Linked DNA regions of Mus musculus: region 1 is linked to region 2. A link is a contact called in public HiChIP or PLAC-seq data. All regions are on one chromosome and are shown on one strand. Each heading gives the region's core, a stretch centred on a gene start, on an enhancer-like site or on the middle of the called end of the contact. The rest is flanking DNA. Distances are from core to core; before and after follow the strand shown.

What was found. HiChIP or PLAC-seq counts read pairs in DNA pulled down with a chosen protein or histone mark.
Region 1: an H3K27ac HiChIP or PLAC-seq map of embryonic stem cells shows a contact between it and region 2, with 2.3 times the contacts expected there. The contact joins the enhancer-like site here to the promoter of 1700123J17Rik in region 2. A contact is called at or near these places in 5 of 39 promoter capture datasets (cranial neural crest, embryonic stem cells, frontonasal cranial neural crest and 2 more), 83 of 484 Hi-C or Micro-C datasets (2-cell embryo, 8-cell embryo, the AML12 cell line and 59 more), 7 of 115 datasets of contacts at active chromatin or transcription factors (acute myeloid leukemia, embryonic stem cells, large pre-B cells and 3 more) and 4 of 9 other capture datasets (adipose tissue, liver, macrophages and 1 more).

Annotation. Positions count from the first base shown.
Region 1 is chr7:126,298,035-126,304,627 of GRCm38.p6, reverse strand. It overlaps the pseudogene Gm10155. Among named protein-coding and RNA genes, the nearest start is that of Sbk1, 29 kb to the right of the region's middle. Within about 2 kb of position 2,072, at least 5 of the 459 cell types and tissues checked have an H3K27ac peak or open chromatin away from gene starts, as enhancers often do. A contact at or near this core is called in embryonic stem cells, where this site is marked.
Region 2 is chr7:126,246,463-126,252,446 of GRCm38.p6, reverse strand. 1700123J17Rik (RIKEN cDNA 1700123J17 gene) reads left to right here and starts at 4,209. Exons shown (of 5, transcript NR_131046.1): 1 at 4,209-4,343. It also overlaps a transcript of Sbk1 not described here.

The DNA.
Region 1 (6,593 bases), core at 823-3,322, 54 kb before region 2:
CTCTGGTCACACTCTATCACTGAGGGAAGTCAGGACAAGAACTCAAGGCAAGAACTGGGCTGCTGGTCCTGGGTTCTATAAGAAAGCAGGCAGAGCAAGCCACGAGGAGCAAGTCAGTAAGCAGCATCGCCCATGGCCTCTGCATCAGCTCTTACTCCAGGTCCTACTTGAGCTCCTGGCCTTGCTTCCCTCGATGATGAAGTGTGACCCGTCAGCCAAATAAGCCTGTTTCCCTGCAAGTTGCCGCTGGTCATGGTTTTTATCCCAGCAACAGAGAACACAGTAATACAGGCCTCAGATGTCGAGAGCCACGCGTTCCCTCTCATGTGCATCATCCCAGCTTCCATTTAGATTTGCTGGTTTAACTTAGGATGCTTGTGAAGACCGGAAAGGGAGAAAGGGGCCCTGGCACGGGCAGAGGCGGCCTTACCGGGGAGCATTATTGAACACATGTGTTATGGAAACAGAGGATGCTACCGAGTGCTGAAGCTTGAGGTGGATGAACACAGAGTCAGGAAGGGTTAAACAGAAGCCAAGACTGTAAAGAAGGCACATGGGCCGGGCAGTGGTAGCACGCACCTTTAATCCAGGCAGATTTCTGAGTTCGAGGCCAGCCTGGTCTACAGAGTGAGTTCCAGGACAGCCAGGGCTACACAGAGAAACCCTGTCTTGAAAACCCATTAAAAAAAAAAAAAAAAAAAGGCACATGGAAACCCACTACCTTATACGATAATCTTAAAACACAGCTTTTTAAAACGACTTTGAACAGAAGCACTACACATGGGAGGATATTACCAACCCCAGAGACCATGGGTTACTAAACAACAACCCTTGTAGCAGATATGGGAGTTGCTGGCCATAAAGGCTCCAGAGCTCCTACCGAGCCACCAATGGCCATTACTCTTGATTGATCTCCAGAACTGTCTGATAAGAAAATGCAAACTGCAGAAGACACCACACATGCTGGTTGGAGAATATGCTGGAACTGGACAGAAGCCTCCCCTCACTGATGGTTGGCTACCCTTCACAGGACTGGAAAGTGCTATCAAGGCAGCTGGGGGAGAAAACCCAGAAATCTTTTTTTTTTCTAACTTGGAACTTTACATGCTACAGTGCCAACTTGTCAAGCTCACTGGTGCCATGGTGACATGATGGTTAAGGGGGTGACCTTATTTATTAATATTAATCACAGTATTTTTTATTTGATCTGAGTCCTGGTCCACAGGAGGGACTTCGTTCCTAGTACTGAACACATGGTTAGGGGCTAAGAAGAGAGGTCATGGCACTGGGGCTGAGTCTGCTTAGTTTTGCTAAGTGGGTATGCTGCCAAGCTGCTTCCTAAATATTTATACATACACCACGGACTAGTGCTACCATCAGCCATGACCAAAGAAGCTTCTCTTTGTTGCAATCAGTGGTTAATTCAGAAATCTGTGGCTGGTTAAAGTGCTGAGAGCAAGTGACTGTTGAGTGTTCCACCTTAAATAGCACACCCACATCGCTGTTCCACCTTAAATGACACACCCACATCACCAGCTCCAGGGATCAGGGGACATCACAGAAGAGGGTGCAAAATGAATATAAGATCCAGACCGGAGGGAGGAAGGCCATGAAATGCTATCTTATGATATGGATTGTGACACTCATGAACATCTGTGGCTGTCTGCGTAGGACCTGCACAAGCACAGCCTGCAGACAAGGACAGTCACAGACAGAGAGAGGCTCGTCGGACTTTGTCCCACCCAGGTAAGCTAATGGGGTCAGGAAGTCAGTATCTTCAGTAGTGTACCCTCTGATGAGTTACTATTCCAAGGGGCAGCTCCACACCCATGCCCATGGTCATAAAGCAAAATCTACACAAAATGACAATAAAAAGAGATAGTGGAGCAGGTGTATGACCAGAATGCATTGTTCCCATGTATAAAATTGTCAAAGAAATTCTAATTTTGAAGATGGGGGCTGGGAAGCTAGGTGGGTGAGTAAGAGTGGCTGCTCTGCAGACCCTCAGCACCCACATAGAGGCATGGCTAGTGTCTGCAATCCTAGCACTAGGATAAGCGGCAGGCAGATCCCAAGAGCTCGCTGCCCAGCCAGTCTATCCAAACCTGATGACCTGGTACAGTGAGAGACCCTGCCTCAAGGCCATAAGGTGCTCGTGAGAAAGGAAGTCCTCTGAGGTGCTACGCACACTCCAGTGTAGTCTGCTTGACAGGCTGAGAAGCCTGGAAGCACTCACAAGGCAAAGAGTTTCAGAGAAACTCACCTCCTGGAACCTTGGCATTCTCATAACCTGTATACTCATACCCTATCCCCGCGTTAGTCTGGTGTATGGATCCATGTGCTCTCTTTTAGTATTATTTTATTATAAGTGCCCTTTAAGATTGGATTCTGACATAGCTAAGCCTTCGCCAGTGTTCCAACGTCCCAGAAAATCCTTGAAGCCGACAAACTTGGAATTCAGTAGGAATTCAGTAAGAAGGTTATCTATTCAGTAACATTCAAATTTACTTCTAGTAGAGAAGGTGAAACTAATTAGGCATTACAAACAACGGAGCCGGAATAGCTCAGGGCTGATCTGCAGAGTGTTTACTTGAGACAATAGTCAGTCTTAGCCAGACAAGGGAATACACAATGGCCTAGCAAATAGGTGGGTTTACCATGAAAGAGTTAGGGAATCCCCCTGAGACAGGTTTCTTCACTAGGCCCAAAGAAACAGCATAAATCTGGTATTTACTAAGAACCCCTGGTGGTGGGCTTAACAATAGACTAGCATTACACCTGGCTCCCTTCTTAGTGGCAGTGGCCTGGTCCCCACCTTCTTTTGATGTATATATTCCTTATGTTTTGTGTCACTGTAACTCAGCGGATGTATATGGTCTGGTTTCTTGTTATTCTTCTGTATAAAAAGTTCGATGCTCGACCTGACAAATTACATTCAGATTCTACACAATCCTGTGCTGCGTCCGTGTCTGTCTGTCATTCATTTCGCTGACTCCTTGTCCACCTGCAACTAGAGACCTGTTCTATGCAGACAAGGGACCACGGGGGTCTGAGGCACTGAGTGGCTGCTCTTGCCACCGTATGCACACACAAGCATGCGTAAGGAACACATGCACAGTCCTTTAGGGTCAGTGTATAAACAAATGAAGTAAAGGTGGGCTGGAACAGAGAAAGAGAAAGAGCAGTGTGTCCATTCCCTCAGCAAGGCTGTGGGAGCTGCGGATGGGGGAGAGCAAAAGGTGAAATAGAAGAAAGGTAAAAGAGTGGAGAAGGATGCTATAAAGAGGGAGAGGAGAAAGGAAGAGTGGTACATGCTTTTTCAGCAACCTAGTGCTACCTGGGAAGAGGGAACGGGCTGAAGAACTGCTTTTATCAGATCAGCCTGTGGCCATGGCTGTGAGCCTCATCTTGACTGATGGTTACACCTACGGGGGTGGCACCACACCTGACAGGTGGGTCTATGCTGTACGAGAAAGCTGGCAGAGAGCAAGCAAGAGCTAGCCAGAGATGGAGCCCGTCAGCAGTCTTCCTCCTAGGTTTCTGCTGCCATTTCCGGCCTTGAGTTCTCTCAAGGAAAGACTGTTACCTGGTGTAAGTTGAAGCAAACCCCTCCCTGCACCCTGACCTGCTTCTGATCATAGCTTATCACAGCAGCAGGAAAGCAAATTAGGATAGTTAGCTTCCCTTTGTATATCAAGAGCCTCTGTGCCCACACTTAGCTTAGTATCCAGGGCTGGGCAGAGTCTCCCACCCTCCTGAGTTAGGCTCCCCAAGAGAGGAAATAAGATGGGCACACAGAGATCTGGACATTTAGAGCTGTCTCCATACTTTCAGGACCTGCTCAGCATCACATGCCCTACTAGAAGGCCAAGGTGGCACATGCCAAGAAGCTTGCAGAGCTTTAGTTGTCCTTGCCACTGAGGCAGTGAACCTCACAGCAGACAACCAGCTCAGAGTCTAGCCCACTGGCTGATGCTGGGCTTGGAAGTATCAAGTCTCCAATGATTATCCTGAGGCGGCAGACTCACTAGCCACTGTCCTAACCTGACCTGACCTAAGCCTTCTACATGAGCTCTCATTGGCATCCCACCACCATGGCTACCTCCAGTGACTGACTCCTGGCTCCCTGGCTCACGGCATTCTTCTTTGTTCTCAGTTGTCTGGGAATATCTGTCTTGACCAATTGGTTCTGTCTCAAAATGATATACAACTCTGGCTCTCTGAGAAATAAACCTCTTTCACACTGCTGGCCTGTCCCACCAGAAGACTGGCTGTGTCACCAAAGCCTACTGGATCTGAGGTGTGGGAGGACCAGAGGCTGGCCACGCTGGTAAGACTGCGGATTCTTTTCACTGGGACGACCTAGCGGCTGACTGAAAGATAGTAAAGACATGGACAGGGAAGAAGCCCCACACCCCAGATGTGGGTGGGAATCAGAAGCTCCCATACGACTGATTAATTGTATTAATTGATTAACTGATTAAGCGTACAGAGTCTCCATTCCTATAGATATCGCGAGCAAGAGGCGGAAAGGATAAGCATACAATGCCTACCCAGAACCAGAGTACTCATGGCCTTTGAGTTAAGCCAACAGCCCTCTTACCCTACAGCTCAGCAAACGACCTTATAAACTACCTTATGATTTCATTTGCAAAGGGAAATTCTTTAAGAAAAAAATATTCTGGCAGCCATCTTCCAGTAACTCGCCAAAATGACGAACACAAAGGGAAAGAGGAGAGGCACCCGGTACATGTTCTCTAGGCCTTTTAGGAAACATGGCGTTGTTCCTTTGGCCACATACATGCGAATCTACAAGAAGGGTGATATTGTAGACATCAAGGGAATGGGCACTGTTCAAAAAGGAATGCCCCATAAGTGCTACCACGGCAAAACCGGAAGAGTCTACAGTGTCACCCAGCATGCCGTGGGCATCATTGTCAACAAGCAGGTTAAGGGCAAAATTCTGGCCAAGAGGATCAATGTGCGGATTGAGCACATCAAGCACTCAAAGAGCAGAGACAGCTTCCTGAAGCGGGTGAAGGAGAACAACCAGAAGAAAAAGGAAGCCAAAGAGAAGGGCACCTGGGTGCAGCTGAAGCACCAGCCTGCGCCACCCAGAGAAGCACACTTTGTGAGGACTAACGGAAAAGAGCCTGAGCTGTTGGAGCCCATTCCATACGAATTCATGGCCTAATGGACACAAAGAAATAAAATACCAGCACCAGGACTGTGAAAAAAAAATTCTTACACTTAATTTTAAATTTCAAAAAATATTTATTTTTTAGTATGTCTGGATTTTTTTGTTTGCTTGCTATACAAAAGCATGCATGCATGCATGCATGTATGTATGTATGTATGTATGCATGCATGTATGTACATGCACCATATGCTTGCTTGCTGCTCTTGGAGGCCAGTAGAGAAAGTTGGAGTCCCTGAAATCGGAGTTATAGGTGGTTGTGAGTCACCATGTGGGTCCTTTGGAAGAGCAGCAAGTGCCCTCTACAGTCCCACTTAATTTTAAATCTTGCTTAATCTAAAAGTGTGTTGTAAATTGCATGCTTTGGACAACCTAATTGACACAGCGCCAAGCCAGGCTTGTTGGTTCACTCCTGAATCACAGAGCACATGAAGGCCAAAGCGCAAGGACCTCCTGGATGTTTGGAGCCAGTCTCTTCCACACAGAGAGTCCCTGACCTGCTAAGGACAGGAAGTAAAATCTCATCGTGGAGAAGAGGAGGAGAAACAAGGAAGGAGAGAGGAAGGGAGGAAGGGTAGGAGGGAGGGAGGGAGGGAGGGTGTCCACAGAATCATGTGCCCAAGAGGAGCTCTCTCCAGGGCTTCCAACTTGAAGTGTGTACCCTCCCTCATCTCCCCTTAAATATAACCTTACTCCACTCTGACTCTCCTGAAATTCTTCTCTGTCCGTAGTCTAGGGTCCACCTTTACCAGAGTGAAATGGCGTTTTGGACTCTACCTCCCTTCTTACCCCTGCAGGTGAGCTTTCTCATCTCCCTTTCCTGCCAAGGAGCTCACACAGCTAGAAGGCCTGCACCCTGCCTGTCCCTTCCCATTTTGTTGCCCTTCTGCTTATACACACTTTTTAAAAAATCTGTTTTTATTTATGTACTATGTTTGCATTCTCAGGTGCTCAAGGAAGTATGGAAGACACCCTGTAGCTTGAGCTGTGAGCCACCTGACCTGGGTGTACAAAACCAAGTTCAAAGCCTCTGGAAGAAGCCACCTTGACAGCCACCATCTCTCCAAGCCTGTGTGATTTCTGATGCTATTTCATCATGTCCACCTTTAGGATAGGGTAGAGGTTCTCAACCTGTGGGCCGCGACCCCGTTATGAGCGTCAAATGCCCTTTTCACAGGGGTTACATAAAACCACAGGAAAACATATTTACATTACAATTCATAGCAGTAACAAAACTACTATTATGAAGTGCAGTGAAAATAATGGTTACGGGGTTATGTCAGCATTAGGAACTGTATTAGTAAGGTTGAGAACCTCTGGGACAGCCTGTTCATTGTCTTCCCTTTTGGCTTCTTCTGTGTCTCAATACCAGGAGCCACCACTAGATGGCATACAG
Region 2 (5,984 bases), core at 2,960-5,459:
TAGTGACACTGTCACTGACATGTGGCACAGTGTGCATCAACCCACAGCAGATTCCAGGGCCACGAAGCTCACACTCATTATAGCTTGCGGAGACGCATATTCACATAGCCACCATTTGTACCCACAAAGCAGTGAGCCCCATTAGGGAGGTGTGCCTGTATCCCTGTTATCTCTGTGGTTTCAACATCTAGTCCCAGAAGGCTTCAGGAAGTTTTAACCTAAAAATGAACGAGCAGTTTGCCTATACCCCTTACAGTCTCTCTGTTTCCAATTTTGCTTGAGAAGAGATCCAAAGAGACCTCAGGGTTACACAGAAGAGGGCTGTGGCAGAATCAGACTAGCCCATGGCTCATAAAGATGGAAGTTGGATGTTCTAGAGAAGCCCTGGTACCAGAGAAAGGCTGGGAGAGGTGGTGAGGGGTTTGGGTGCGGCACACACTCTCTAAGTCCAAGGTGACCTCACCCAGTCTCTCTGCCCTCCCAGTCAGCTCTGCCTGGCTCCCACAGCCTGGCTGTCCACATCACTCAGTATTTTTAGCTTCACCACCTGGCACCTGTGGTCACCATTTCTGCCCAGCCTGGCAATGTCCCCTCCCTAGACCTTAAAGAGCCAGAGTCCATTAGTTAGAAAGTATAGCAGCCCCTACAAACGTAGGCCATTACATCCCAGAGTAGGAGAGAAGGGACCTCTGCTACAAAGGAATCCCCAAAGCTGCAGGTGGGGTGGAGGAAAGGCGAGGGAGAAAGGGCAGAAGATCCTGGCCCTAATGCTCGACCCTCATCCTGGGGCTTCCTGAGTCACTCACTGGTAGGGATTGATTGTATAAGCATTGCTCCAAGACCTGAAGCAAGGGGACATCGGGGCAGGGCTTGACTGTGTGCTGTTGACAGTCAGCTCAGGGCTGAGACTTAACCTAGAATTAACCTTGCACATTAACATAAACGTGCAAGGCCCTGGGTTTCATCCCCACGGAAAGACAGAGACAAGGAGAGAGAGAGACAGAGAGAGAAAAACAGAGACAGAGAGACAAGGAAATAGACACACAGAGAGAGACACACACAGAGACACAGAGAGACAGACAGAGATACACAGGGAGAGAGAGAGAGAGACAGAGACAGATACAAAGAAAGACAGACAGGGAGAGACAGAGACAAACACAGAGAGACAGATAGACACAGAGACATACAGAGACACGCAGAGGTACACATAGAGAGAGACAGATAGACAGAGACAGACAGATACAGAGAAAAACAGAAACACAGAGAGAGACAGGGAGAGACAGAGATAGAGACACACAGAGAGACAGAGACACAGAGAGAGACATAGACACACAGAGGTACACACAGAGAGAGACAGACAGAGACAAACAGATACAGAGAAAGACAGAGACAGAGAGAGACGGGGAGAGACAGAGAGACAAACACAGAAAGACTAAGAGACAGACACAGAGAGAGACAGAGACATACAGAGATACACACAGAGAGACAGAGACAAACAGATACAAAGAAAAACAGAGATACAGAGAGAGACAGGGAGAGACAGACACTGAGAGACATACAGAGACACACAGAGGTACACATACACATAGAGATAGACAGACAGAGACAGAGATCGACAGAGACACAGAGAGAGACAGACAGATGCAGAGACAGACAGAGACACTGAGAAGACAGACAGAGACACTGAGAAGACAGACAACCACAGCAGATGATGCCAAGGCCCCGCCTCCTGTGTCATTTCATTGGCTGACGCAGTCATTTGCCAAGCACTCCAAGCCTCCACTATAAAGAGTGGCCACACTGGCGGTGTGGAGTTCTGTGGCGTAAAGAACAGTGTCTCCCATCTAAGCCTCACTGAGTCTCCTAACTCGCCTGTTTGGCTTCCAGCCCTCCATGGCTGCTCAAATGCTCAACTCAGAAGTCCAGGTCTATGCGATCTGATACTACTGTCTTTGCCAACCTCAACCCATCCCTGTCCAGTTACTTTTCCAAACCACCAATCTTCACCCTTGCCGCCCCACAGCCCACTGATACCTTTTCTTACGCCTCCCTCATTCCCTGAGAGGCATCTGTACTCCTAGATAGATTTGGTGGAATATACTGTGGTCTCTGTAATAAGAAGTGGTCCATCTTGCATCCTGACTTCATGGGCACTGTGTCCCCACTCTCTGTACCCTCAATCTCTGCCCAACCTGTCTGCCAGCAGACCTCACCAGGGCTGTGCCAAGATTCCAGGCCCCAGCTGAAGCCTGGCGCTCTGCAGGTGTCTGTCCAGTCACTGCATGGTCAGCTGGCAACCAGGGCAGAAAGCATCCTCCCACTTCACAGAGGAGGACATAGAGGTCCCTAGCGGGGAAACCACAGATGCAGGGTCCAATATACTCATGAGAGGCACCTGGTCCAGGATGCAGGGGCCCACATTTTCTCCTCCTATTCTTCAATGGACACGGACAAGACCCTAGCTTGGCCCTGTGTTCGCCTTTCCCACAGTGGCACTGGCTTGAGCAGGCTGGGCTGGAGCAGAGGTGACCCTGTTGACTTGTGTATTCACAAGTGTGGCCCAGGTCACACTTGGCTGGGGCCAGGGTTTCCCTGAGGGTCGGGGGGCATAGCAGTCAGTGCCTAGGCATTGGCCTCATGCATAGCTCCTCTCATCCCAAAGGTCCTCCCATCTGCTCCCACAAACCTGTACACACAGTCACACACATTCTCCCACAAATACACAATCCCAACCTTAGAAACCTTCATCTTCTCTCTCTCTCCCTCCCCTCCTTTCCACATATATGAGCGCTCACACATGCACACATGTGCACATGTGCACATACACATTTTCACTTATTAATTCAACAAAGACTGAGCATATGTTAAATGCCAGTGTGATGCTAGAAGTGCAAGGGGCTCTTAGATCAGCGGGCCCGTGTCTTCTGGGAGGCCTTCCTGAAAGAAGAGACATTTCAGCTGGGCCTGGGTGGAGGGGAGCCAGAGTATTCCCTGGTAATATTGGTGAACAGAGTGAAATGGGGCATTAAACCCAATCAGACAGGTCTTGAATGCCGAGTGCTGACTTTCTGTTTAGGAACTGAGGAACCATGGAGGTCTCTAAATGGGGACAAGACATGACCACAATGGGAGTGAAGGGACAGGCAAGTCACTCGAGGGCCAGAGTGGGAGGAATGGGAAGGTTGTGGTGACAGCCAGAGAGCTCAGCGGGAAGGTGGAGGGGGTAGTAAGCCTGGGCAGACAGGTCCCATAAACATCATCACCAGGCCCCTAAGTTCCTGCATGGAAGGTTGCATGGTGGTCCCTCCAGCCCTCTGCCCACCCCAGGACTGACCTCTGCAGTGGAACCTCCTCCAATTCCTCCTCCTCTCTGTGGAAGCAGACCAGGCAGAAGGCTGGCACATCATCAGCTGTACAGCCCAGGGGCCAGGCAGGAGGCAGCCGCAGGACAGGGCAGGGGTGACTGTTGGTGGCCGCCACAGCATCATCCCCAGACAGGACGCGGTTCTCTGAGCCAGTGTGCTCCAGGGTCAGCAGCCTGTCGGCCTCAGGACCCCGGACCTGCCTACCTGCCACCTGCGCCTTCTCGCCCACGTTACCCGTTGCCTCGGTGGGTGGAAGAGCCTGTGGCTCTCTTGGGGCTCCTGTCCTGAGGCACGGGATCTGCACTTGAACAGCAGTTATCAGCTGCCTGGACTCAAGAGGTGGCCGGCCGGCAGTGGACCGAGGTCCTATCGCTGCCTCTGGGGAAGTCCTCAGCACCTTAGCTGTCCACTCTGCGGATGCCTGCCAGAGGCAGGAGTGTGAGCCTTCTGTCTGTCTGTCCAGCAATCTGTTCCTCCTAGGTGACCAGCAGGCACAGAGGTGGTTGACAAAGTTTGTCCTCCCCTGCTGGAGTAAGTAGCTCAGTGGCCTGCGGGAGAGCCGATTGACACCTGAAGCTGGGGGGTAGGCAAGGGTCAGGTGAGTCTGACACAGAGTCTACACTGTCCCCAGAAAAAGTTCTGACCCTTGAAGTCAGGTACTGGTTGGCCAGCCTGGGAGCTGCCCTGCTCCCCGATCTCTCTCCTCAGCTCTGGGGCTCAGCCTTGTGGTGGCTGTAGATGGCTGGGCTGTGGGTATTAATAGCTCCACATTCACGCTGAGAAGCCTGGAAGTTAACTCCTTCTCTGCCAGAGCTAGGAGGCTGCGGCTGGCCACTGTAGGGAAGCAAGGACCACGCCTCTGCTGGGAGCCTGGTGTGCTAGCACACACTCCGCAATACCTCCTGCCTGCGAGCCCATGCTGCACAGTCCCTGGGGCTTGGTCAGATGTCCTGTGCCACCTAGACCCTCCATGCACAGGTAGGGAGGATCTGGGTGGGACTCAGAGCTCTGAGCTCCAGGGACCATCCCCCCTACCCCCTACCCCACCCCCAGAGCCGTTCAGTTCACACCTACACTGTCAAGTAACCAAGTCCCTCCACATTCCCAGAAATGAGCATTCTGAGTCTGGGTCCAATTGCATGACCACTTTGAATGGGAGCCAGGGGTGAGGCAGACATTGTTTAGTATGCTCAGCTGGGGTGTGTGTGTGTGTGTGTGTGTGTGTGTGTGTGTACCAGAGTGGGCCTTATTTACCTGTTTCCTTAGCATCATTGTGTATTTATCAGGCACTGGGCGGGACACAGAGGCTCCTCCTCCCTTGGTTGGGCTTGTACCCCAACAGGAGGCGGTCAAGGGGCTTGTGGCTGGTCTGTACAGGGACCAATGAATTAGAAAGGGTGCTTCCCCCAGGCAAGCCCAGGGCACTGCCTGCAGTTGGGACCTCACCTGTGCAGAAACTGACAACACAGACAACCATTCCAGTGGCCCTGGGAGCAGAGGAAACAAAGGATAAAGAAATCAGGCTGTGAAAAGGGCGGGGTGGGAGGGGAGTTAAGCAGGAGGGCTGGGATGGACAGGCAGGTACTTAGAAAGGGGGTTTGAGGAAGAAAAAAAAAAACAAACTTCCAACAAGGTGCCATCAGAGCAGAGACCTACAGGAGAGGGAGGAGCCAACTGAAGATCTAGACTCTAGGGGAGAGCCTTCCTGCAGGAACATAGGCACCAGGGGCCATTTGGGGAGGTGAGTGAGAGGCAGGTAAGGTCTTTAAGCTGGCTTTTTTTGGTATGGAGTAGAGCTTTCCTGGGGGATCAAGAGGCGGGGCAAGACCATCAGAGAAGATGACAGGGTTGTACAGAGCCTTACAAACCAGGAAGAGATAAACATGGTCAGAGGCGTGGGAAGTGTTTGTTCTGAGCCACTCTGCTCACTGTAGGGTGATGAAGAAGAGGGAGGGTGTATGGGAGATGAAGTGGGAATTTGTCTTGAGGCTGAGAACCTGGTGTGTGTCGGGGGCGGTTGGAGATGGAGAGTTAGAAGCCTGGAAGGACTGTCTGAACTGAGTTTCACTAGCTGGAAGAACAGGTCTAGACCTCCTAGGCCAAGAAAAAAAAAAAAGGGCTGGCTCCTGAGCAGTGCACAAAGGACAAGTTGGCAGATAGCAGCTTGGGGCCAGGATCCAGCTCTGCCAACCTAGCATGTTTGAATGGGACGTTGGGCTTTCCTTGTTGCTTAGCCTAAGAGGTGTTCACCCTAACCAATCCTCCCAGGTTCTCTTCCCCTTCTTCTCTTTCTTTTTCCTCCTGACACCCCACTGTGTAGCCCAGGCTGGCCTTGAACTCGTGACTCTCCTGTGGAGGCTTCCCTGACACTGAAATCCACACCTGCCTCTGGGGACAGGGTCTCTTTCTGTGCTGTCTGCTTTGACAGCCTCTTCTTATTTACTCTTCTGGATGGAGCACCGGCTATGAATTGGCCTGTCCCAAGTAGGTGCTTCTTTCTGCGTACTCAAGATTGAGCTGGGGAGATGATCTGGGGGCCCTGGGTCCTCCACAAGCTCTGTGGCAGATTCGATGTGTTGTTTTTTATTTCTGTCCCTGACTGGAGCCACAGGCTTACAG